Regions from separate parts of the Mus musculus genome. Here all the other regions are linked to region 4. The links are chromatin contacts, called in public HiCAR-type, HiChIP or PLAC-seq and promoter capture Hi-C maps. All regions are on one chromosome and are shown on one strand. Each heading gives the region's core, a stretch centred on a gene start, on an enhancer-like site or on the middle of the called end of the contact. The rest is flanking DNA. Distances are from core to core; before and after follow the strand shown. Region 1 holds the start of Apbb1 (amyloid beta (A4) precursor protein-binding, family B, member 1). Region 2 holds the start of Trim3 (tripartite motif-containing 3). Region 3 holds the start of Dchs1 (dachsous cadherin related 1). Region 4 holds the start of Trim6 (tripartite motif-containing 6). Region 5 holds the start of Dnhd1 (dynein heavy chain domain 1). Region 6 holds the start of Tpp1 (tripeptidyl peptidase I). Region 7 holds the start of Smpd1 (sphingomyelin phosphodiesterase 1, acid lysosomal).

Region 1 (3,437 bases), core at 421-2,920, 1.4 Mb after region 4:
TAAGAGGGAATAAACAAGAGCAGTCAGGGGGGCTGTCTTCACTAAGTGTGACAGCAATTGAGCTCCAGTGACATTAGCAGACCTGAGAAATATTGAAGTCGTGGGCATGACAGAGCTTGGTGAGATCTGATGTCGAGAGGTGAGGGTGAATGTTGCTCAGACCCCACCTCACTGTGACCATAACCTGAACTGAATGGACAGATGTCATTGAGAGAGGCTGAAGGAACAACAGACATGTAAGTGAGGTATGAGGGGAACAAGAGATGTTAATTAATTCACCTTGAAATCTGTAGGTTTGGAATTCCTGTTGAACTGTTCAAAAGGATGTCAGAGGACAGTTGAGTATATATGAGTTTGCATTTCAGCAGTGGTCTGGGCCAGACAAATAAATTTGGGACTCAGCAGCTTATATATGAAATTTAAAGAGTTAGACATGCAAGAAATGGTCAAGGGAAAAGGTCAGAGTGAAAGAACGCAGCTCAGGCCAGAATAGCATCACATATGCAGAGACGAGACAAGAGAACACTTCAAAGCAATAGACAGTGCCTAGGAGGAAAACCAGGAAAAAAAATGCTTCAAGGAGACTGACACATACTCAGTGGTAATGGGCTCACAGCCGCCAAGTGTCCATTGGAGTTACAAGGAGGGCTCCAGTGACCTTGCTCAGAAGCTTCGGTGGATGTCAGAGACAGAATGGAGTGGATTTTTAAAATGAATGGGAAATTAGGGGCTCAGAATGCAACCTACAAACAGGACTCGGAAGAGGCTGGAAATAACATCTGAATTGGAGAGGGAAAACTGCTCCTAAGGAGCACTCTAGTCGCTGCTAGGCCTCTCTGTCAGGCTGAGATGGGAACCCCGCCGGTCCCAGGGCACACCCCTCGGTCGCTGAGGACAACAGAATGCAGCTTGACAGATCCCAAGCCTGGGGCTCTAGTCTGGAATCGCACGGCCTGGCTCCTACCCGGATCCAAGTCCCCTTCCCAGCATTAGACGTCCCCTCCCCCACTCTTCTATCGCCCCTCGCTCTCCCCCCCCCCCCCCCGCTCACCCCCTCCTCCCCGCCCCCGCCGGGCATCCTAGAGGATCAAGAAGCAAAGCTTTGGGGAGCGGTCGGTGTTAGGACCAAAGTGATCCTGCGGAGGGTGATTTTGCAGGCCCGCGGTAGGAAGGCGGCGAAGGGAGTTGGGTGGGGGGTAATCAGGCCTGGCTTGGAGACCTGGACTTCTGAGAAGAAGAGGCTGCAAGGGTTAAGGGCTGCTGAGGCTGGGGATCCTGCTCCCGGGGCTGGGCTGGAGACGGAGCAGCACCTACCTGCGCGGCGAGGCCCCAGGCCCAGGTGGCGAAGGTAGCTCAAGCTGCAAGGCTCCCGCAACACCGCAGCTTCTCCATCACAACATCCCCCGCCCAGGAGCGCGCAGGCCGCGAGGCCGCGCCCCGAGCGGCGGAGCCGCGCACGGGAGGGGGAGGGGCGCCATCTTGGCCGGGGCGGGGCGCGCGAGCGAGTGCGAGCCGCACTGGCTGCAGCTGCCCCAGCCGCACCCTGCAGACCCTTGACCCTCGCAAGCCCTGCGTCCCAGGCCTCCTGTCTATCCCCGCACGGCTGCACCCAACTCCCAGGACCCTGCCCAGCTCTCCCCTTCCATGCCACCGTGGACTCACCTCCGCGTCGGTCCTGCACCGACGCCGGGAGACGCGCCTAGAGCACGGAGTCTGATCCGCTAGGGAGGGGGGAAGGAGGAGGGTGGAGAGAGACACGGGTGCTGGGACCGTGGCTGCGCCTCAAGAGGCTGGCAGCCGGCTGCTCTCTGGCTCTTGTGGTAGCACTCCCTGACGTCCTGTGGATAATAATAGCGCGTATTTATTGACCGCTTACTCTGTACCAGGCTCTATGTTCAACCATTTGCTTGCATTCATCCTCAAACCAGCGCTGTGCAATTCCCACAATTGTTGTTCTCGGGATTTGAGAGGCAGGTGCTGACATTCTGAAGGGTAACACGACTTGCCCTCAGTAACAGAGTAAGTGGTTAAACTAAACCAGAACTGAGATATTTCTTACACTCTACCCGTGCCTCTGAATATAAAGCTATGACACAGCGTCCCCCACCCCGCCTCCCCCCCCCCCACTGCACTCCAGGGTAGAAATTAACTCTAGGAAAGGACCAAATGGAGAACTGAGTGGAAATTAAACAGAAATGCTGTACTTGGCTATTTTCCTGTTCACTGCAGGCCCTGGATAGACAATGAGGCAAATCTTAATGGTCAGATCCCTGACATCAAGGGCAAAGAGGGGCAGAAACCCCAAAAGCATTGTCCCCTGAGCTGTGGGCTCGGTGGGCTCTGAACATACTGAAAAACTGATTGGAGATGCATCTAAGTCTAACAGTGCCCAAATCTAAATTTGTTATTTCATCTTATGTTCATCTTCTAAAGAATTTCCCTGACGTGGAAAAGTACACACACACACACACACACACACACACATACTCTTAATGCAGGGTCACTTTATCAATCTCTGGCTTGTTCAAAGCAAGTACTCCAAAGTACTTTGAATATACTTTCATTTATCCCTGGGTAAATATGAATGTTTTAAATTTTTGTTATAGACATTTGCACTTATGTGCAAAAGTGGAGCAGTGTAACAAAACTCCCTATGTCCATCACTCATCTTGTACAGTTACTGACTTGTGGCTAAGAATCCATTGTAATCTGACAAGCACCTAGGAAATACAAACCATGTTGGATCCCAAGCCGGACATAAAGATCCCCAAAAGAATCTGGTTCAGCTGCATCCCACCTGGAAGACACGCACCTGACCTGGATCCTTGAGAAATGAGCACGTGTTACCTAGAAGGACATTCATTCATTCACTCACTCACTCTCAGCAAATAGGTGTATGGTATGACACACTGTCCTTGGTGCTAACACCCAGAAAGCAAAAGAGAGTTCCTGCTTTCATTCAGCTTACAGATTAAAAGAGGGAAGAGACACCACATAGGTAATTAAAATTATGGTGTCTTAAGGAAAAGACACGGGACACTGTGTGTGTCAGGTTATTCTGGCCCAGGAGATTTGGAAGGCTCCCACAGGAAGTAAAGTTTAAGTGTGAGGACAGGATGACATAGAGGTCACACAGAAGAGTAGAAAATTACTCAAAGTAGCAGGAGTACAGGAGGAGTGTGAAGATTGCTGTAGTTTAAAGATGGCCACCCAAACTCACGGTGAGTCGAGAGGGCCATAACCAAGGCCAGCCTGAACCCCAGAAGTCTGCCTCAACCCCTCCCACCCACCCTGGCCCCCCGGAAGTCGTGAAGGTTCAGCTTTTATGGGTGAATTTGTTCGTTCGTGGTTTAATGTATTATAGGGTTGTGTGGAGAACAGGTCTAGTATAAAAGCTAGTTTGTCTGTGTCTTTTTTTTAGCACGTCCCTCTTCTTA
Region 2 (3,290 bases), core at 450-2,949, 1.4 Mb after region 4:
AAAATGGGAGGAAGAGGATGGTCTTGTTTTCAAAAATCAAGGCTCCTTCAGACTGCAATGTGCCATGACTAGATCCTAATACAAACTACTTTGATGATTTGACTGCTAACTTCCATCACATGGTTAGGCATGTTAGAGAGTGCTCACAGGCGACCCCTCCTCTTGCTTTCCAAAATAAATGTTTTCTGAGATTGTCACCTTGGCATTCACTCTCAGGACTCTCCTCTATAGCAATCACATATCTTCTGAACAAAGGCGATACTATCCCACCTATGGTTCTTTTTTTTCTCAAGTTCCATGAGCAGAAATGCCACTGTCCCCTAAGCAGTTGAGCTGGTAACTACCATATAGAAAGTACTCAATAGATGCTGGTGACAGAAGAGTTATGTTTAAACTCTGCAGGTTCCTCTCAGCAAAGAGAAGCAAAATCAAAAGCAGAGACAAGACAAAGGAACAAAATTCCAAGGAGAGAGACCTCTATAACACAAGGTAGCTTCCCACAGTCTAAGCAGTTAAGAGGTAATATCACTGGAGGCATCCAAGCCGAGAGAGGCAGGGCACCTGTCAGGCCTGCCGCTCACATTCCCATTCTGCAGCAAACCAGACCCCTGCCTAGGAGATAGGCACTGATACGCTGCACAGTATGTCTGGAGACCTGGATAATCACTGCATCCACCCTGGAATCTCAGATCTTCCCTCTGGAGCAAGTCCTGGGTTTTAGCGGTCCGCATAGGACTCCCACACCAGGAACATGCACAGGGCCTGCCTTTTTTTTTTTTTTTTTTTTTTTTTTTGAAGTCAGAATGACCTCCCTGGGGTGCAGCCTGCCCTTCCAACCTGCAACCATCTGTCCCTGCAGATTTGTGGCCCAGGTTCTGAAACCAAGTGCAGGGGGAAGGAGGTGGAAACCAGGGAGGGGACAGGAGTCCTCCAGTCAGGGCCCAGGCTAAGGGAGAACTAGAGGGGTCCTTTCCTACAAGACACAGCCTCTGCAGGAAGCTTCCTGTCCAGCAAGCAGTGCCCGCAGTGGAGGAAGGATGTCCTCCATCCTGGCTGGTGGGCTTCTTGGTGCCTAAGGAGGACGGAGAAGGGAGCAGGGGTGGAGGAGTCTGCACTCAGGAGAAAGGAACCCTTTGGACGAGCGGGGCCACAAGATTCCAGAGTGCCAATCAGCAACCCCACCCACCCACCCCCAACACCATCGGCCGCAGCTTTCGGTACCCTCCGCCAACACAGAGACTCCCAAAACCCGCGCTCCTAAAATGAACCATCACCCATCCACCCGCGCCTCCCCCCACCACACAGCCCGCAAACACGGACCTCACGTGAGCAGCCACAGCCCAAAGAATCCCCCGCTGCTCTCACAGACACGGACACGCCTCACGTGGACAGAGACAGGAACAGCTTTTGAAAAGCATCCGCGCCCCCACCCAAAGACGCTCGGACCCACACACCGCCGCTAGCACCAGGACCCGCACCCCGATACACAGGTGGACCAGACGCACCCTTGGGGCCCGCGCGGCGCACTCACGGCGTGGGAGCAGGATGGGAGGGCAAGGCCCGGACTGCAGCCACTCGGAGCGGCCCGCAGCGCTGCCCCCGCTGCCAGCGCCCGTCCGCCCGGCCCTGCCCGCGGCGCCGCCCCACGTCCCGCGCCTCCGTCTGTCCCCGCGCCGGCGCCGCTGCCGCTGGACCCGTCGCACAGGCCGGAGGGAGGGGCCGGGGCGGGGCTGCGGACCGGTCGGGGGAGGGGGCGACTCCGGAGCCGAAGGCCCGCCCCAACCACGCCCCCACCTCTCAGACCACGCCCGCCAGCCCCTCCGCCCTTGCGGCTCTTGGCTCTCCCTCTGCGGTGCGGTTTGGAGCTGGCAAGCGGATCCCGGATCCTAGATCCTAGATCCGGGATCCTCGCCTGCTGCCTCTGGCTCACGAGGCCTAAGGGCGAGGGTGAGTAGCTGAGGTCTGATAGTGGCACTTGATGCCTTCAAGTAAAAGCAGCTAGAACCAGCTTTAGTACTCCGAGAGTCCGTTCCTGCTGCTTCTGGTCGCTCCTTCCTGGGCTTTCCCGGAGGCTCCTGTGAAATCTGCTAGTTTGGTTTCCACTGAGCAAGAGGGAGGGGGACCACCTGTACCTCAACCCAGAACTCTAGGAGAAGGGGTTTGCAGGCCAAGTGGGAGACTTCTTTTCGGTTTTAGGTTCCTCAGGTGCCGCCTGAGGAAATTTGGTTTAGACCATCCAGCGCGACTCCTTCCTTACACCAAAGACCCAGAGCAATTCTCAGAATCATTGCATTATGGAAAAACAGCCTAGGTACAATACAATAAAAACTGTACATTAACAGGGACTGAGTGTTTATTACGTGCCAGACAGAGCTAATCACTTTACATACATTATCTCATTTAATACGCATAACCGTAATCGGTAGCTGCTTTTATTAGCAGCTTTACAACGGAAGGAGCGGAGCGAGCTTATGTTCCCCAGGCATTAATCCTAATCAGCTAGAAAATGGTGGAGCCATGTTTGGGCTCTGCTTTCAGGTTCTGTCTCCAACCATTTGAAGATTCAATGCCCTTACAACAAAAATCCTCAGTGGCCCATAAAGTAGGGGGCTAATAAGAGAACCAGCACCTCTAATAATCAAGGCAGACAGCTGACTACATAAAGGCTAATTAAAGCCCCAGAAGCCTGGCTGGGGATTGCAGTTATCACTGACAAAGAGTCAAGTCAGAGTGGTGTGCACCCTGTGCTGTGGGAACCTGCTGACTGGGTTGGTCCCCTTTCTCCACCCTCTAGAGGGGACAGAATGCTGAAGAAGTCTGCAGTTGTCTTTGGACCTGTAGTTGACCGCACTCAAGCCCTGTCTAAAGTGCTGCTGGGAGTTTTCTTGTGATTTCTTATACAATTAAGGTTTGACTTCAACAAGAGCAGTGCAGGTTGCAGCAGGTGCGGTGAGAATGCCTTTATCTCTGCGGTAGCTACTCACTGGATGTGAAGGAGCTCAGGCAGGGTTCATGCTTAGAGTGACAAGCAAGGGTCACTAGGCTACCCAATAGTCCAGGAAGTATGTTCTCTACACTTCGCTTCTCCCGTGCTGCCAGACCTCTAAGAGGTTTCTTAGTTCCATTTCTCCAAAGATCAAGTCTGCCTCTTGTCTCTCACCCACTTAATTTTTCATTCTGGACTGAATTCTTATTCAGACTTTATGAGCATTGGCCTTTCTTCCTCAGCTGTTCGCTACTTACTTTTCAGATCTCAGCTTTTAAACTGGCATCGCCATCCCTACCTCAGT
Region 3 (3,464 bases), core at 525-3,024, 1.6 Mb after region 4:
GAGAAAAGGCATCTGGAAGCTATAAAGAGATGGAAGCTATGTTCAGAGTGGAATACAGGTTGGGATGGAAGAGTTCAAACAGAGTAGTCATGGGACAAAAGAGCATACCAGGAGCGAAAGAAACTGAGGAAATTGTGCAGCTGGTGTTTAGGGAGACTCCATGGAGACTTCCATGGTAGCATGTAGGACCAGGGGGGAAAAGCTCACATCCAGCTCTCAGTGTCCAGGAGACAGAAGTTCTGGAGTTCTGGGGATGAAGAGTAACAGTGTGAGTCTTAGAAGCTAAAGGGCTTCTTTAGCAGTAGCAATACCATATAGCTTTCCTTGTAGTATGGATATATGGTCCATGACTGTCTCCTAGAAGTTGTACAAGAGGTTCGGAGGTAAGGACAGTTACAACACAACCTTCTATTAGTTCTGAGTCACCTGTGACTTATGTGAGCAGGCTGAGGAGATACATAAAAATCCCTGTCATGCCCTGCCTGATAGTATTTCCAATTGGCATGTGTTGTTCTGAGAGGTGCTGGCAACACCATTGTCTCCTGTGGTATGAGTTGGCTGTGGCAATGACTCTTCATGTAACATGGCTGGAACATTACTGTTGTATGGACACCACACTGAGAACTTCTTCCACAGGTACATGCTAGCTTGGCAGGCATCTATAGTGGGTGTAAGTTGGTTCTGACAGTTCCTCTTTAGGGGTGTCCAGGCTGTGAGTGTATCTCTTGAGAATGTATGTTGCCTGGGACTCGGTCCCTGTGGGTTGAAGAGGATTATGACTATGTCCCCTATGGGTATTTGAAGAGTTGACATAAGTGACAATATTTTTCTGGCCTATGACCTGTGGCTGTGGGCCCAGCCCATGCACACTGAGTTCATTGTGCCTTTGAGTTCTCTCTCCCCACCCCCTCCACGTGGGACCTAGGCTTGCAGTGACCTCTCTCTGTCCCCTGACCAGGACTCTGATCTAAGCATCCTGGACAGAAACTTGCAGGCTCTGGTACCAGGATGCACTTAGAATACTAGTTTGGGTGACACACTGCCACCTCAGGCTTCCTCCTCTCCCCTCTGCTTCTCTTTACTTCTGCTCCCTCCGTTTCTTTGTCTGTGTCTCTGTGTCTCTGTCACACACCCATCAATACGTTCTGACACATGGCTCCAATAGAGCCAGGTAAAAGGCACCCAGGCACACATCCTCACAAGGACCTGCTTGTCCTGGCACACCCTCATTCTGACCCACACCCCCTCCAAGTGACACGCACATGCACACACAACCGCGCGAGGACACTCACTGACTCACACTCACTGCACACACACTGTCCTGCCCTCACCCACCAACCCCCCGCCCCCCAACCGCACACTCAAGCACCACCACACACTCCCACTCGATGACACCCGCACACAAAGACCCCCCGGCCCTGCCCCCATGCTCACGTTCACGCTCGCCCTCTCCCGCAGGCCCCGGCCCCCCCCTCCCCCATTGTCTCGGCTCAGAACAAAGCCCCCGGCTCCGCCACCGCCGCCGCCGCAGTCGGGGAGGCCGACCGACCCCGCGGGTGCGGCCGGACGGGCCGGTCACTGACCTCGATGCGGTGCGGGCTCCCTCGCCCAGTGTTGGGGCGCAGTCCGGCCGCGGTCAGCCCCCGGGGCAGCGCCCGCCAGTGCGGGGCCTGGGGCCGCGCATCGTCCGCTTTGACTGGCTCGGGCTCACAGTGCCCTCGGCGCGGGCCGCCGTCTGTCTGCGCTCGCTCGACCGTCGGTCGGTCCGTCCGTCTGTCCGCCACCGCCGCAGGGGCGCCGCCTCCTGCACAGCCACCCCGCGGAGGATGCAAGATGCGCCGCCGCGGCCCGAGCCCCCTCCCCTCCCTCCCTCCGCGCGGTAACCCGAGCCCCCGCCCTCCGCCGAGCCCCCGCCCCCGCCCCCACCCGCGCTGCCGCGGTCCCCGCGCCTCCCGCCCGCCCTCCACCCCTCCACTTCCCGGCCCCAGGCCCCAGGCCCGGGCGCCGGATCCCGCCCCAGCGCCGCGCCGTCCCTTCTCCAGGCTACTACCGCGCCAGATCCTTTCGTCCCGTCCCGTCCCCTTCCTCCTCTCCGTTTTTCTTTCTCCATTCTGTACTGGTCTTCGTTCTTCCATCCCTACTCCGCCATGGTCCGCTTCTGCCCCACTGCCCTGTTCTGTCTCACCCCTTCACACCTCTTCTTTACCCACTTCTCCCGGTCTCTCTTCTCGTTGTTCTTTCTGTATCCAGCTTCCCTCCATCAAATGCCCGCTATCTTGCTCTGTCTGTTCGTCCGTCTTCTCTGCACCTTTTCTCCCCACCCCTTTTCCTGGCTCTTTCTTTTGTCCATAACCGCTCTTACTTCACACCTTTCCCTTCCCTTCATCACCCCGTCCTCTCCTCTTTCCTTCCGTCCATCTTAACATCCCCGGTCTTTTCTGCTACTCACTTACTACCCTGTGATCCTATTCCCTTTCCCCCTGTCAGCCCTGGCTTCTCATTCTCTTATTTCCTCGTCCATCCCAAATGTGAATTTAGAGATCGAGAGGTATTAAACCATAGAGTTTAGGGGCTGGTGGTAGTCTGAGAGTGTATTTCCCTAGATAAGTAAAATGAAAAACTGGGTAAGAAGATGACAAAGGTCTTGAGGGACCAATTTGGGAGGAAGGCTTTGTATGTGTGTGTAAAGTCAGTTAAGTGGATGACAGTAAGCAACCTGGAAGCTTTTATACCTTGTCCTTAGGACTGTGATCGATGTGAGGGAAGAAAGGCATTCTAGCAGGTACAAGTGGCACAGAGAAACTGGGAACTTCTAGGAAGAGAGGACAAAGGACCTTAGGGAAAAAGGAGGGAGTATGATCATGGAAGATGGAAAGAGAGGCTGAGATGCTCCATGGTTATCTGGGCTTCAGGCTTGCACTGCCCGGTGGGTGGTGGTGAGCAGGGGTGGGGAAGGGAATGGGCTTGGAAAGATGATGACTTGGGATTTGGGGCTTCTGCCTTTGAAGTGCATGTTGGGTAGGTAGGTCTACATTTGAAGGAGCGGTCTGGGCTGGGCATAAATATTTGGGAGTCATCTGCAAATACCGTATAAGTTTGAATATAGGGTGAGGTTTTTTTGCTTTTTTGTTTTTCCAAAATCATCTCTCAGGAAAGAGGGAGTAACCTTATATTTGAGTCCTTACAACATCTCTCATATTACAGGGTTTGCTCTCATTTACTTTATTTTGAACAACAAACCACTGGATAGGGCAGTATGGTATGGTGACTAAGCTTGTGGACTCTGGAGCCAGACTGCCTGGCTCGGGGTCCAGACTCTGCCGTTTGGAAGTTGTGTGCCTTTGGGAACGTTGGTTAACCTTCTTTTACCTCAGTATTCTCATCTATGAACTGGGTGTAATGATTAAACTATTTTTAATATGTTAAAGTACTGCATACCTGGTACCTAGAAAGTACCCAGCAAG
Region 4 (3,259 bases), core at 624-3,123:
GAGAAGAGACGCTACAATTCAACAAGCATGGTGGTTTATTCCTTTAATCCGAGCAATCAGGAATGCAGAGGCAGGCAGATCTCTGAGTTCAAGGCCAGCCTGGTCTACAAAGGCATTCTAGGGCAGCCAGGGCAGTTATACAAAGAAACCTTGTCCAAACAAACAAACCAAACAAACAAAGTTACAATTCTGAGAACTGATTTGGAATTTAAAGAGACAATCCAGAGAACCCCCAACCATGATACCAGCAGGCAAACTCAGGCTCCATAGCAATTTTGTGTAACAGAACAACCAAGTCTGGAGTAATCAAAGGAGTGTAAGAACACAGAAATCTTGAAGAACCACACATTCAGAGATCCTCTCATCCCACATTCCCTGTCTTTGAGATCTTACCAAATTCTTCCTCCATATGATGGTGCCACCTATTTGTGCTGTCTATAAATCTCTTTTAGGAGCTAATCCCATTGGCAGAGTGTTTGCCCGGACGCACAAAGCCTGGGTTCAATGCTCAACACTGGATCAGCTGGGGCAAGGGGATGCACGCTTGCAATACCGCCACCACCACAGAAGCAGAATCTGGACCATTCTCAGCTACACAGCAAGTTTGAAATCAGCCTGGGAGAAATATGCATGTCACATCACCCTGTCTCAAAACCAAATAAACCTTACCCTTGTATGTTAGACATTGAGCGTCCCATCTTCTCTGCTCTGTTTTTCTATGATTCTTAAGAATGCTTGCACCAGCCAGGCGTGGTGGCACACACCTTTAATCCTAGCACTTGGGAGGCAGAGGCAGGCGGATTTCTGAGTTTGAGGCCAGGCTGGTCTACAAAGTGAGTTCCAGGACAGCCAGGGCTACAGAGAAACCCTGTCTTGAAAAACCAGAAAAAAAAAAAAAAAAAAAAAGGAATGCTTGCACCATGTTTTCCCATCCTCACTCCAAACATCTATTCCTGACTTGACTTTTCATTTTGTGTTTTAAGTTTTTCGAGGCAAAAACACTCTGTAGCCCAGGCTGGTTTAAATTTATGAGTAATCCTCCTGCCTCAGTCTCCTAATGCTGAATTACAATTGTGAGTCAGCCCAGTTCACAGGCTCATGCAGGTAAGGCAAACAATTTACTGCTGAGCCACTTCCTACTCCACCCCCAGCTCCTCCCCAAAGTCTTTCCCCCTCCCCCCATCTTCTGAGATCAGTTGGGTTGTCAGTCTCCCAAACCAGGAAGTTTGGCATTCTTTTCTTTTCACAGTAGCCCTGCCTTTAATAACTTACAGTCTAGGGGTTAGAGAGGTGGCTCAGTGGTTAAGAGCACCGACTGCTTTTCCTGAGTAGTTCAGTTCAATTCCCAGCAATCACATGGTGGCTCACAACCATCTGTAATAGGAATTCGATGCCCTTTTCTGATGTGTCTGAAGACAGCAACAGTGTACTTATATACATAAAATAAATAAATAAATCTTAAAAACAAACAAACAAACAAAAAACCCAAAACCCTTACAGTCCAGTTCCAGTCCAGTTCAGTTTGCATATGTAAATGTATAAGTACTTCAGTATAAAAGTAGTCTTTTGGTTCCATGCGTTAAAATTAGAGATACACACAGGTAATTTAAAGTTGGCAGATTTTTGTAATCCATCAAATGCAGTCACCTTTTAATTGTATGGCTAGACCTTTTATTCTTTAGACATTTCAATATATTGATAGTGAGAACAGGTGTATTAAACACTTGCATACGGTAGAAAGCCTAAGTCTCTAATGATGATGTTCTTAAAGACTGTTCCATAGACTTGTCTAGGGCATCTTCGCATTTCTGACCCGGGGTTTGGTCCCAGCCAGCACAGGGGTCAGCCCCGCCTCCTCCGCCAGGCCCGCCCCTTTTTCCTGGAGTCCGGCTTTAGTACTGGAAGGAGCCGTCTCCTTGGCTGCAAGTCCTCGGCACTGATCCAGGCACGGATTCCAGATTGGTGAGCAAACCCATTTTCTGACCAGTCGTTGCTGTCCCACTGGTGTGTAGAGTCTGTGCTGCCTTACTATTTGTGTTGGGGCTCACGCGTGCAAGAAGAGTTGCGGGACTGCCTCTTTGAGTTTCCTTGAGTTTGGGAAGCATTGGAGAGGCATGTTCGCGGCTAGGAATAGGCAGTATTCCTATAGCCCTAAGCGGGAAACGGGCGTTGAACCTGGATTTTGGAGGCAAAGGCACACTGCTCTGGGAGATTCCCGTTCGGAGTCCCGAGTGGATTCAGAGGTCAACATCTCCTCCCCCAGCTCCAGGAAGTAGGTTTATTCCCCCCAACCCCCAACCCCCTCCCAAGCAGGCCCGGCTTCTTCCAGGAAGAGTTGGGAGATGAGCTACTCTACCTGCCCCGACCCGGTCTACACCGGCTGCAACCAGTCGGAGCTAGGAGCCCTAGGGCCTCTCCAGAGGAAGCCGAGGCAAGCTGGGCGGAGTTAGGAACAGACCCCAGCCAGGATTTCTGGCCCTCGGAATTAGGCTTCCGGACGTGCTCTGGAGAAGTTTGCCTACCGGGTACTCTTCATCTGCGGACCTTCTCTGGGGGTGCCTACCGCCCCGTTACTCTGCTGAGTCACTTCTGACGGAGGCAGGCCGAGACAGTGAGGTGATTTATTGTGAATAACTTGGCTGAGATAGGGAGCATTGAATTTATGTATTCTAAAAGTATGTATGTAAACTCAATTTTTTTTCAGATATATCCTTCTATAACCCAAGCTACCCTATCGCTAACCATCTTCTTGATTCCAACCCTCTTCTCTGGTGTTACGATTACAGGCCTGAGCTACCGACACAGCAAAGGGACATTTATTTTATCAGTCATTTGAGAAAAATAGGTGTTACAGCTAGTTATGTTGCGTGTGTTTCAGTACAGGACCTGAAAATTGGATGCCGTATGTCCCCAGTCTGTTTATTTAGCCTCTGAGCTTTAACATTAAAAAAAAAAATTTATTTATTATTATACATAAGTACAATGTAGCTGTCTTCAGACACACCAGAAGAGGGCATCAGATCTCATTACTGGTGGTTGTGAGCCACCATGTGCTTGCTGGGGTTTGAACTCAGGACCTTCGGAAGAGCAGTCAGTGCTCTTACCCACTGAGCCGTCTCCTTAACATTTTTTTAATATGTAGCGTGGACAGAGCAATACAATGGGTGGATTCTAGAGTTTTGGTGAACGTTTACTGGGGCAGAGGTCGAAAAACAGCAAACCACCGGGCATGGCAAATTCTCAAACAAGGTTATTATGG
Region 5 (3,456 bases), core at 563-3,062, 1.4 Mb after region 4:
TGGCACTGGCGGACCAAGGGCCTCTCCTCCCATTGATGACCGACAAGGCCATCTGCTACATATGTGGCTGGAGCCATGGTCCCTCCATGTGCACTCTTTGGTTGGTGGTCAGTCCCTGGGAGCTCTGTGGGTAATGGTTGGTTCATATTGTTGTTCCTCCTATGGGGCTGCAAACCTCTTCAGCTTCTTGGGTCCTTTCTCTAGTTCCTCCATTGGGGACCCTGTGCTTAGTCCAGTGGTTGACTGAGAACATCCACCTCTGTATTTGTCAGGCACTGGTAGAGCCTCTCAGGAGACAGCTATATTAGGTTCCTGTCAGCAAGCACTTGTTGGCATCCACAATAATGTCTGGGTTTGATGACTATATGGGATGGATCCCCTGTTGGGTCATTCTCTGCTCCACAGTTTGTCTCTGTAACTCCAGGAGCTTACATTTTTTATCAGGGTAAATGGATAAGCAAATATGAGATAGCAATCAAAGTATGGGGTAAAATTAGTTTGGGGAAAAGAGGGTCTGGACCTGGGAGAGTGCTGACTTCTGGGAAATTAAAGGATTCACTATAAGGGGATGCATGCCTGAGCAGAAACTTGAAATAAAAATTTGAGAACAATGTGGAGAAAAGTGCTCACTCTTGTATACAATCCTTCCACCAGTGAGATGAACCATCAAGGTTATACCTTCTAATCTTTCCCAAACAGCCCCAGCAAGGGACCAAACATTCAGATATATGAACCTATGGGGTCATTCTCATTCAAACCACCACAACCTTTGCAAAAAAAAGATTAGATGTGAAAGTTTTATTTTTGCCTAGGTCAGGGCAAGTGAAGGAGTGACACAGGCAACTTCCAGGTTGTGCCCTTCATAAAGAGGTGTGATTTCTTCTCTTCTTCATCTCACTAGTTGTAATGGGCCTAGGCAGAGGAGGTGATGAACTAACTCTCTTGGATCCTGAAAGCAAAGACTATTTGCTTAGCCTTAGAGAAAGCAGAACACTCTAACCATGGTCCTGGGAATACTCAAGCTTGAATGTGACTCAAGTGAGAGCAAACACTAAACTTCTAGTTGGACACATACATATAATTCTTTCCTTCAGGAGGTTGAGGCAGGGGAGTCATGACTTCAAGGACAGCTTTCATTTCTAGACTGGAGACTAAACCCAGGGCTTTGAGCATATGAGGCAAGTGTTGGACCACTGAGCTATGCCTCTCACCTGTGAGATCTGTATCTCAGACTTAAAACTTGAAATATATGAAATCAAACACCCTACTCCCCCCTCCCCCAAGTCTACTCTTTTTACTGTCTGGCCTATCAAAATTTCCACTGATTAGAATAAAATCTATAACAGAGGTAGGTTGCTTTCTTCCTTTCTCTCTTTCTTTCTTTCTTTCTTTCTTTCTTTCTTTCTTTCTTTCTTTCTTTCTTTCTTTCTTTCTTTCATAACTAAACCACTCACTACTAGATGTGTAGCTTGTTGAGAGAGATACAAGATGTTTGTCTTACTCGGGTTTCTTGTTGGGACTTGAGGTGGGACAGTTGGATATGCTGTCAAGGGAGGGGAGGGAAAAATCAGTGAGCGAGTGAGTCCCTAGGATTACACTTGCTTCCTACGACCACGCCCCTAATGCTGTTAGTGCCCCCAAATCAATCTTGTCATTCAGTCTCCCGCTCAGCCAGATTCTTTTTGGGCCTTTGGGGTGTCAGGTTAAAAGCAGTATGCTAGTGTGGCCTGGGTCCCGGTCCCGCCCCCAGGCCCCTCCCACATGCCTGTTGAACTCTCCTTCTAGCTCCGATTTGAGGCTCGGGCCTCCAGGATTCTGTAACGGTTCTAACAGCTGGGAGCAGGTGGTGCAGCTGAGTCCTCTGCTCTGGCTCTGGGATCTGCTACCCTTGCCCTCAGTGGCTCAGCTCTTCCAGTGCCTAGGGAGGCCCCTCCCACTGGCGCACCGGGAGCTGTCTTCTGCCACGTCTTTCCGCTAGGTGTCCTAAACTGCTTCCCTACCCAGTAGCCGGCTTTGCACTCTGGACCTTCTCAGTCTGTGGTAAAGGCTTCAGGGGACGGGAGCTTTGCTGCCTTTGAGTGACAACCCTTTTGTGTTTCCTTTTCAAGGTGGTTGCCAGCCTCCACTCTGAAGTTTTCCTCATGTGAACACAGTTTTTCCAAAGATTTTGCAAGCGTGTATCGGTCTCTGTGTTAAGTGACTGGAACTGAGTCTAAGTTCATTCACGACAGGGAGCGCTCCGCAATGAAACCTCATTCACAGACCAGTCCCCCTTCCCTTCCCATGCCTTCTACATCCTGCAGGCCAGGTGAGACGAGGCCTTGGAGGGTGGGAAGGAGCTCCTGGGCAGGGAGGGCTCCCTCTTGGACTTGTGCTAGTCCTTGACAGTGAGTGGCTCAGTAAGGGCCCTCTACTGGTCTTCCTATGCTCTGCAACTCTATATCCACCTTGCTGTCCTAACCCTACTGGCACAGCCCAGAGCCAGAACTTCTACATGTCCCTCCCTCCCTCCCCCCCCCCCCCCGCTGGGTCCCACAGGTCAGACCCAGAAGCCAAAAGCCTGGAATTGGCATTTGGACCCCGAGCTGTGGGCAAGATCTGTTCGACAGCAATTGAATACCTGCCTCCACTTTATTCTGGAAGAGAAGAAAAACCCATGGTTTTATACCCTTCAGTCTGGGCTCGTTGGATGTAGCTGCAGCGGACAAGAACACTCTTGGGACTGTCAAATGAAACAGGAGGATCTCAAGGCAGTGGTTGAATCAGAGCAGCGGACACTGCTGAAGCTGCTGCTGTCTGAGCTTCAGTCTCTGTTCTCAGCTGTGATGCAGGATGGCAGTTGTGAAGCTTGGCGCTATCTGCATGCAGTACTGGGCCTGTTGCCTCCATACCGTGAGATGCTAGCTGGTCAACTCGAGTTGCTGCCCTTCCTGGAGCAGCTGTACTGCTGGGCACCCAAGGTCCAAGCCCGGCTAGAGCTGGACCTGCTAGATGCCATAGACAAGGCCTTTCCCCCAGACAGTTCTTTGTTACATAGTTCTTCCCATGTTGACTGTGGTCTATGGATGAAGAGGTTTCATCGAGGGCCTCCATGCTCAGCATGCCCTTTTGTGAAGGCCCAGTGGGACCGGCAACAAAAAAAGGAATTGGCCACGTGGCTCCGACCATTGACACTGCCTGAGCTACAGCACTGTCTGGGCATTGTTGGTGCTGAGGTGGCCCTAGAAGAGACCCCATGGCTGGACAGCCTTAGTCTTTTGCCCTTGGCACTGGCTACAGACATCCCTGTACAGTATGAAAGCAGTGATACTGAGCAGGCAGAAGGCGAACCTGCTGGGAGAAAGTGAGTGGCATGGTTTGGGGCTTTAAGTAGAAGAGATAAAATGAATTAGTTTAGGTGCCTGCAGGGCTACTGGCTTCTTGAGCCAGCTCCTCATGGCTCTTCAGGATTAGCCC
Region 6 (3,029 bases), core at 428-2,927, 1.5 Mb after region 4:
TCAATATCCCATTTTAAGCTTATCTTCAAAAAGATTTCCCCAAACTTTTGGAGCCAGTTATACAGAACCTTCTAATTTAGCTCAGCTCTTCATCCTTGTTGATTTTAAACAACATAACGGTGAGTCATTCTTTCCTGCATATGAGGAGCTTCTTGGGTGCTCTAAGGATGCCCCCCCCTCCTCTCGCCTCCATTCTACACACACACACACACACACACACCCTTGCCTCACCATACAGGACTTTAAGCAGGGGAAGGATTCACTCCAGCCTGAGCACCATAGAGAATACTCTAGAATAGAGAAGGGACTGTTCTGGGGAGTGGGGTGAAGGAGAGGAAGCTTCAAACCAGTCCGGGTACTGGGCAGTAATCCAGAAAGAGAATAAACAACTGAGTTGGTAGCAAGAGGAATGGCCAGAGTGGATTAATCCAAAGACAATTTAGGACTTGAACTAGCAACAGAGGAGGGTGTGGCAGTGGCTATGAGAGTGGGGTAAGGTCCATGACTTGATCATGCACACACACTAAGTGCTAGTCCTCCATTTGAGAGCTGGTAGGGTAAGTGAACATTTCAATCTAGATCTGATTATGAATCATGTGTTCTTAAACACAGCTAGCTACCCCACACCCACCATCTTCCTGGCACTTGAACCTAGGGTTTTTCATATGCTCCGTAAGCACCCACCCTATCAATGAGCTAGCTAGGCCTCTAAAAAAAATTGGTTTTAATGTTGACAATATTGCTACACTGCCCAGGCATGCCTTGGATTCAAAATCGTCCTGTTTTAGTCCAAGTAGCTAGGATTATTACCTCATGCTACTAGGCTTAGATTTGTTCTTAGTTTTAAGACTGAAGAACTCAGGTGGAAATTTTGGTGTGTGTGTGTGTGTGTGTGTGTGTGTGTGTGTGTGTGTATGAATATGGCAGTTATTGTCATTTGTCTGTCATACCAGAAACATGGCCCTACATGATCTGCACCAGCCAGTGCCTGCCTGGTCCTGCCTCCCACTTCCTGCCCCAACTGATAGGCACCATATTGAGGAGAGCTAGGATCCGACACAGCCTGCACCAGCTCCGAGAGTCTTTCCAGGTTCCGCTGTTTCAGCGCAAAAGTGAGACTCAGCTCTTCCTCGGGATCCACGCGGCCCAGGGACACCCAGCCTGGAGGCAGCCTACAGGGTCAGGGACATGATTTGATTAGGCCATAACGAGAAATCCAGATCATGGAAAGTTTGGGATTAAGAACTGAGACTTTGGGTCGAATCCTAGATGCAGATAAGGATCATAGGAGATAAATGACCAGAGATTAAGCCGAGGGGGTGTCGAATAAGGCTACAGAGTGGGTACTAGGAGCAGTTGAGGATGAGGAAAGCTAGGACCAAGCGTCTGCAGAGACAGGCACCTGTAGTACTAAATCAACTCACATCCACCGCTGGTCCGGCTCAGGGTTGTAAGTGCATTTGCCGGCGATGACGAGAGCAAGGAGCCCTAGGAGGCTGCAGGGACAGCAGGTGGGTTTCATCAGGAGCCGAACCCTCATTGTACTCCTTCTACAACATGTAATCCCTCTAATGTAATCCCCCTTAGCTACCCTCCCCACCTCAGTTTCTCACCGGGCTTGGAGTCCCATTTTGGCTTTCAGGCTGATCTGTAGTCATGTGATAAGTCACATGAGCATGGTCTGGCACCTCCCCCATCTCCCTGCCTAGTAACTAGTGACGTTGCTGACTCCTCCCTCCCAAATGAGCTGTTCTGAATGCTGGGGCTGCTATTAGAATTCTATGCTGTGTTGAGCATCTAAGCCCAGGGCTCCTCTTCACCTGCTGCCCAAGTCTGTCTGTCTCTAAAGGAATCATAAAGGAGTGGGCTCTGAAGCCCCATAGGTATGGGCTGCTCCTGGCCGTACAATATTAGAAAAACAAGCTCTCAGAGCCTAGGTTTCTTCACTTAAAATTCAGTGACTGTTACGTAAAAGAAATGTGCCTCATACTTGGGAGTAAAAGTGGACATTGCAATAAAGCAAGCCTATGGAGCCAAGACTGACCTGGCAGACTCAACTAATGTGAGCTCTTATGAATGTGGACATTTCATGTTTCCAAGGTGTGTGTGTGTGGGGGGGGGGGGTTGGGGATTTCTTCACTTACCTACTCTTAATAATCACCATATCTTATTCCAGACCCTCAGGCTTAGGACCCTAGACTGCTTCCTACTCTGTCAGTCTCTGCAGGAAACCACTGCAGTTCAAGTCCTGACCATGTTAGAGGGGAAAGCAGCAGAGATCCCAAGGCTAGGCTTCTGAGCTCTCAGTGCCAACCCTACTCCTACATGTCCTGTTGTCCGCCCTCCCTCTGGGCCTCCTTGGCTACTGTGCCAGGTATCCACAGTGCTACGCCAGTGACTTCTGGTTACCCTGACAGAACAGAGCCAGAGGCTGGATACAAACTGCAGTTTATTAAGGCTCCAGAGTGAGAATTGGCACTTGTTCTGGGCAGGGGCAGGGATGTCAGAAGAACCCAAAAGAGCTGGGCCCAGATTGGAGGGACCTCCCCATCCCCCTAACCCCCAATAAATAAAGTCTCAGCTCCATCGCAGGGCGCTGGTGCAGGGCAGGAAGTCTTGGCTGAAGAGAACCCAAGGCTGTTGCCTCATTCTTATTTCTCTCCACACTGGATCTGGCCACAGGTCATGACCAACAGGCCCTCTGTGGTCCTAGTGCTGAAGGAACTGCAGAGAAATGTGGGACCTGTCCCAGCTATAAGAGTTTAAGGTGGAGAGCAGGGGACTGGTGGTGGCCTCCCCATAGTCAGTCATGGTCCGAGGCTGCCCAGGGCAGGCTGAGAATGGGGCCTGCTTTGGGGACACTGGACGTGTCCCAGGTCGGGGCCCAGTTAGGGCCACAGCTAGATGCGCAGCTCTGTGTCATCCGGAGGCTCCAGGCCAGACTCTGTACTGAGTGCTGAAGCTGAGGGGCCCTGGGCTACCCCGAATGGTGAGACAACGGGAGAGCGAGCAGCCAAAGGAGACAGTGA
Region 7 (3,329 bases), core at 730-3,229, 1.3 Mb after region 4:
GATGTGTATAGCTTATATGCAAATGCAGCACTACTTCTCACATGTTATGATTATAGGCATGTGCCACTCAACCAGCTCAAGAATAGCAGTATTATTGCTATTTGTGGGATTGTGTGAGAATTGAAAACTAGTCATTACAAAGCACCTGAATTAGTATTTAGCACATTTACAGAATTTGATAAATTAAGCTTTTTGCCACTGTGGATATAATTCCTCTTTTTAATTTTTTGAGGTATGGCTTCATAGCAGTCCAGGGTAGACTCAAACTTCTCAAATTCACTTTGTAGCTAAGGGTGGCCTTGAATGTCTGATTCTCTTATTTCTACCTCCCAGGTGCTGGGGTTACAGGAGTATACCCAACTCTTTCTCTATTAAAAAGGAGGAAATGAGCCGGGCAGTGGTGGCACGCCTTTAATCCCAGCACTTAGGAGGCAGAGGCTGGTGGATTTCTGAGTTCGAGGCCAGCCTGGTCTACAAAGTTAGTTCCAGGACAGCCAGGGCTATACAGAGAAACCCTGTCTTGAAAAAATAAAAATAAATAAATAAACAAAGCCAAAAGTCCCTTCTATCCTGAGAATTCTGAATTAAAGCTTTGTTAGAAGATTGGCTGGCTCCCGAACTGTGGATCCTGGGGCAAGACATAGTGAGATCCTGTCTCAAAAACAAAACAAACAAACAACAACAGATAAAATAGGATTAAAAACACTTAAGAAGACCTTTGAGAGATGAGATGTAACCCATACCTGGCACCATTATCAGTGTAAGGGCCTGTGGCTAGATAGGTCATAACCCCCATAGCGGGGCAGAGAACCTACTACTATTATTCTGCTAATAGGCACAGTATTTAAATGACTTTAGTGTACCCGTAGATCAGAGCACTTAGCAGTCCTCACCAGTGAAGCTTCTTGAAGCAGGAGAGAGTTAAACACAGACACCTACAAATGATCATCAGAGAACAAGAGACTTCGAAGTGATCCTCCCTAAATGGGGTCTATATCACACCTCTCCTTACAAGGCTAAGTGATTGAAAGTGGGACTGAAAGACTGGAAGAGCCAGAGGCAGCGGGTGACTAAAGGAAACTTTTCTGGCACGACAGGGAAGTTGCATGCAGTGAAATCGCCATGATTGTGACAGCACGCACAGGATGTTCAAGCGAGACAAAATTCCAAAGGCTCACTCCTAGCTAAGGCGTATTGGCATCGGAGAGCTCCTAGAAGAGGCAGTTTTCTTTTTAAGGATATGACGACCCCTGGTAGGTTGACCAGGCTCCAGGGCAGGTCCCACACCTAATAGTGTTGGGACCTGGGTAGAATTCCCAGCACGCAGCACGGGCGTGGCGACCTCAATACATCTATAACTCCAGTCCAGGTGGATCCTCTTCCGGCCTCCAGCAGGCACCACGCACGTGGTGCACACACATACAAAATACCCATACACATAAATAAATAATAATGCAAAATTTTAAATTAAAAGAAAGACACATTAACAAAACCTTAAGTGATTCAAGGCTGCTGTAATGGTGGCAGAGCATAGGAAATCGAGGGGAGGACCGTCCATGGCAGGTCAATCCGCTCAATGCAAGCATCGCTGCCCCAGCCCTCTCTAGTTAATCTTCTCAGTTTAATGACCAGCTGAGCCGGGCATCTATTCTAGGAATCTGAATGTTTAAAAAAAAAAAAAAAAAAAAAAAGCGGGGAGGGGGGGTGGAAGAGAGGGGCACCTGGGAGTTCCCTAAAGGGCTTCCATCAGTTCTGGGCAGAAATTATCGGGGCCGCCGCCCGCAGCCTCGCGCAGCAATGGCTCAGGGTGGTGAAGCTTGTCTCTACCGAGGTCACCTACCCACCCCAACCCCGCGGGTCCTAAGACCGCCCGGGGTGATTGGGCTGTGGCTGAAGAAGGCGGATCAGGGCGGGTTGGCGAGCCCCCTTTTGCTCCGCCCCCAAGGTTTTGACAGCCGCTCCCCCACAGTTGCTGGGCCATAAGAGGAACAGGAAGGGGAGGAGCTGTTTTGTGGCTGGCTGCTGAGCTATCAGTCAACCACAACGAAGGGTAATCAGGTGTCTCCAGCGTTACCCGGGCCCCGAGGGCCAGCCAGGGCTTCGGCCTGTGGGGCCTGGAGGGGCAAGCCAGTCCTGTCTACGAGCCTGGCAATGCCCCACCACAGAGCATCATCCGGCCAGGACCACCTCAGAGCCGGCTGGGAGCAGAGACTGGAGAGGTCCTTACCGGCACCCAGAGTGGGACTCCTTTGGATGGGGCTGGGCTTGGCGCTGGTTCTGGCTCTGTTTGACTCCACGGTTCTTTGGGTTCCTGCCAGAGCTTATCCTCTTCCTTCTGAAGGCCATTCTGTCAAATTCAGTGCCATAGCGCCGCCGCTCCAGAGTGCCTTTGGGTGGCAGAACCTCACTTGCCCCGCCTGCAAAGTCTTATTCACTGCTCTCAACCATGGGCTGAAGGTGAGTGCGTGAAGGGCTGTTGTGGAATGCTGGGGGCAGGATGAAGTGCACTGGTATGCCCGGGGGAGGGGGCAATATATTTCTGGTAGAGGGTGCTTCCTATGCATCCATGTTACCACTACCCCACTGTGACCTTTATAAAGTTAGGGAGAGTAAAGTCAGCTGGCTAATTGTGGGCTTGAAATGGTAGCACACCCTGAGCTAGAGTAGGTAGCTAGAGGCCTGGTGCTGAACTGCTGGGCAGTGTGTGGGAGATACTGATGTCTCTTTATCATGGTGACAGAGTTATCCTAGCTCCGATTTAGACATGGAAGCCTGTGGAGTGGTGGCCAGGGTTCACTTGTTCTGTCTCTGACCTAACTTCATTGGTTCCTTCCACCACAGAAGGAGCCCAATGTGGCACGGGTAGGCTCTGTGGCCATCAAGATATGCAAGATGCTGAACATAGCACCACTAGATGTGTGCCAGTCAGCCGTCCATCTCTTTGAGGACGATGTGGTGGAGGTGTGGACACGTTCAGTTCTGAGCCCATCAGAGGCTTGTGGCTTGCTTCTGGGCTCCTCTTGTGGACACTGGGACATCTTTTCGACTTGGAACATCTCTTTGCCATCAGTGCCGAAGCCACCCCCAAAGCCACCGAGCCCACCAGCCCCCGGTGCCCCTGTCAGCCGTGTCCTCTTCCTTACTGATCTACACTGGGACCATGAGTACCTGGAGGGCACAGACCCTTACTGTGCAGATCCACTTTGCTGCCGCCGGGGGTCCGGATGGCCACCCAACTCCCAGAAGGGGGCTGGGTTCTGGGGCGAGTACAGCAAGTGTGACCTGCCCTTGCGAACGCTAGAAAGCCTGTTGAAAGGACTGGGCCCTGC

Evidence for each region. Promoter capture Hi-C pulls out the DNA fragments that hold promoters and counts their contacts. HiCAR-type assays count read pairs that join an accessible place to other places. HiChIP or PLAC-seq counts read pairs in DNA pulled down with a chosen protein or histone mark. Capture Hi-C pulls out chosen DNA fragments and counts their contacts.
Region 1: a contact with region 4 is called in an H3K27ac HiChIP or PLAC-seq map of embryonic stem cells, with 8 times the contacts expected there. The contact joins the promoter of Apbb1 here to the promoter of Trim6 in region 4. A contact is called at or near these places in 5 of 39 promoter capture datasets (the 3T3-L1 cell line, cranial neural crest, liver and 2 more), 3 of 115 datasets of contacts at active chromatin or transcription factors (embryonic stem cells and stem cell-derived neural progenitor cells) and 2 of 9 other capture datasets (embryonic stem cells and liver).
Region 2: a contact with region 4 is called in an H3K27ac HiChIP or PLAC-seq map of extraembryonic endoderm stem cells, with 7 times the contacts expected there. The contact joins the promoter of Trim3 here to the promoter of Trim6 in region 4. A contact is called at or near these places in 7 of 39 promoter capture datasets (embryonic stem cells, hippocampal neurons, liver and 3 more), 2 of 484 Hi-C or Micro-C datasets (both in embryonic stem cells), 6 of 115 datasets of contacts at active chromatin or transcription factors (cardiomyocytes, embryonic stem cells, epiblast stem cells and 2 more) and 2 of 9 other capture datasets (adipose tissue and liver).
Region 3: a HiCAR-type map of astrocytes shows a contact between it and region 4, with 4 times the contacts expected there. The contact joins the promoter of Dchs1 here to the promoter of Trim6 in region 4. A contact is called at or near these places in 1 of 39 promoter capture datasets (frontonasal cranial neural crest), 1 of 115 datasets of contacts at active chromatin or transcription factors (astrocytes) and 1 of 9 other capture datasets (adipose tissue).
Region 5: a promoter capture Hi-C map of embryonic stem cells shows a contact between it and region 4, with 4 times the contacts expected there. The contact joins the promoter of Dnhd1 here to the promoter of Trim6 in region 4. A contact is called at or near these places in 5 of 39 promoter capture datasets (embryonic stem cells, frontonasal cranial neural crest, liver and 1 more), 1 of 115 datasets of contacts at active chromatin or transcription factors (cardiomyocytes) and 2 of 9 other capture datasets (adipose tissue and embryonic stem cells).
Region 6: a contact with region 4 is called in a promoter capture Hi-C map of embryonic stem cells, with 2.4 times the contacts expected there. The contact joins the promoter of Tpp1 here to the promoter of Trim6 in region 4. A contact is called at or near these places in 8 of 39 promoter capture datasets (cranial neural crest, embryonic stem cells, frontonasal cranial neural crest and 5 more), 5 of 115 datasets of contacts at active chromatin or transcription factors (embryonic stem cells, epiblast stem cells, pancreatic cancer cells and 1 more) and 2 of 9 other capture datasets (adipose tissue and liver).
Region 7: a contact with region 4 is called in a promoter capture Hi-C map of liver, with 3 times the contacts expected there. The contact joins the promoter of Smpd1 here to the promoter of Trim6 in region 4. A contact is called at or near these places in 4 of 39 promoter capture datasets (the 3T3-L1 cell line, cranial neural crest, embryonic stem cells and 1 more), 1 of 484 Hi-C or Micro-C datasets (B cells) and 1 of 9 other capture datasets (liver).

The regions. Positions count from the first base shown.
Region 1 is chr7:105,579,821-105,583,257 of GRCm38.p6, forward strand. It overlaps Apbb1 (amyloid beta (A4) precursor protein-binding, family B, member 1), which reads right to left and starts at 1,671. Exons shown (of 15, transcript NM_001253885.1): 1 at 1,315-1,671.
Region 2 is chr7:105,631,872-105,635,161 of GRCm38.p6, forward strand. It overlaps Trim3 (tripartite motif-containing 3), which reads right to left and starts at 1,700. Exons shown (of 12, transcript NM_001285870.1): 1 at 1,506-1,700. Arfip2 (ADP-ribosylation factor interacting protein 2) reads right to left here. Exons shown (of 8, transcript NM_029802.4): 8 at 2,330-3,290.
Region 3 is chr7:105,785,776-105,789,239 of GRCm38.p6, forward strand. Dchs1 (dachsous cadherin related 1) reads right to left here and starts at 1,775. Exons shown (of 21, transcript NM_001162943.1): 1 at 1,584-1,775.
Region 4 is chr7:104,216,922-104,220,180 of GRCm38.p6, forward strand. It overlaps Trim6 (tripartite motif-containing 6), which reads left to right and starts at 1,874. Exons shown (of 8, transcript NM_001013616.2): 1 at 1,874-1,962.
Region 5 is chr7:105,648,964-105,652,419 of GRCm38.p6, forward strand. It overlaps Dnhd1 (dynein heavy chain domain 1), which reads left to right and starts at 1,813. Exons shown (of 44, transcript NM_001370803.1): 1 at 1,813-1,978; 2 at 2,109-2,308; 3 at 2,539-3,343. The coding sequence starts at 2,245. It also overlaps a transcript of Timm10b not described here.
Region 6 is chr7:105,750,558-105,753,586 of GRCm38.p6, forward strand. It overlaps Tpp1 (tripeptidyl peptidase I), which reads right to left and starts at 1,678. Exons shown (of 13, transcript NM_009906.6): 1 at 1,614-1,678; 2 at 1,425-1,496; 3 at 1,033-1,172. The coding sequence starts at 1,630. It overlaps Dchs1 (dachsous cadherin related 1), which reads right to left. Exons shown (of 21, transcript NM_001162943.1): 21 at 2,432-3,029. The coding sequence ends at 2,901.
Region 7 is chr7:105,552,381-105,555,709 of GRCm38.p6, forward strand. Smpd1 (sphingomyelin phosphodiesterase 1, acid lysosomal) reads left to right here and starts at 1,980. Exons shown (of 6, transcript NM_011421.2): 1 at 1,980-2,457; 2 at 2,842-3,329. The coding sequence starts at 2,152. Gm39063 (a long non-coding RNA gene) reads right to left here and starts at 1,981. Exons shown (of 3, transcript XR_869857.2): 1 at 1,722-1,981.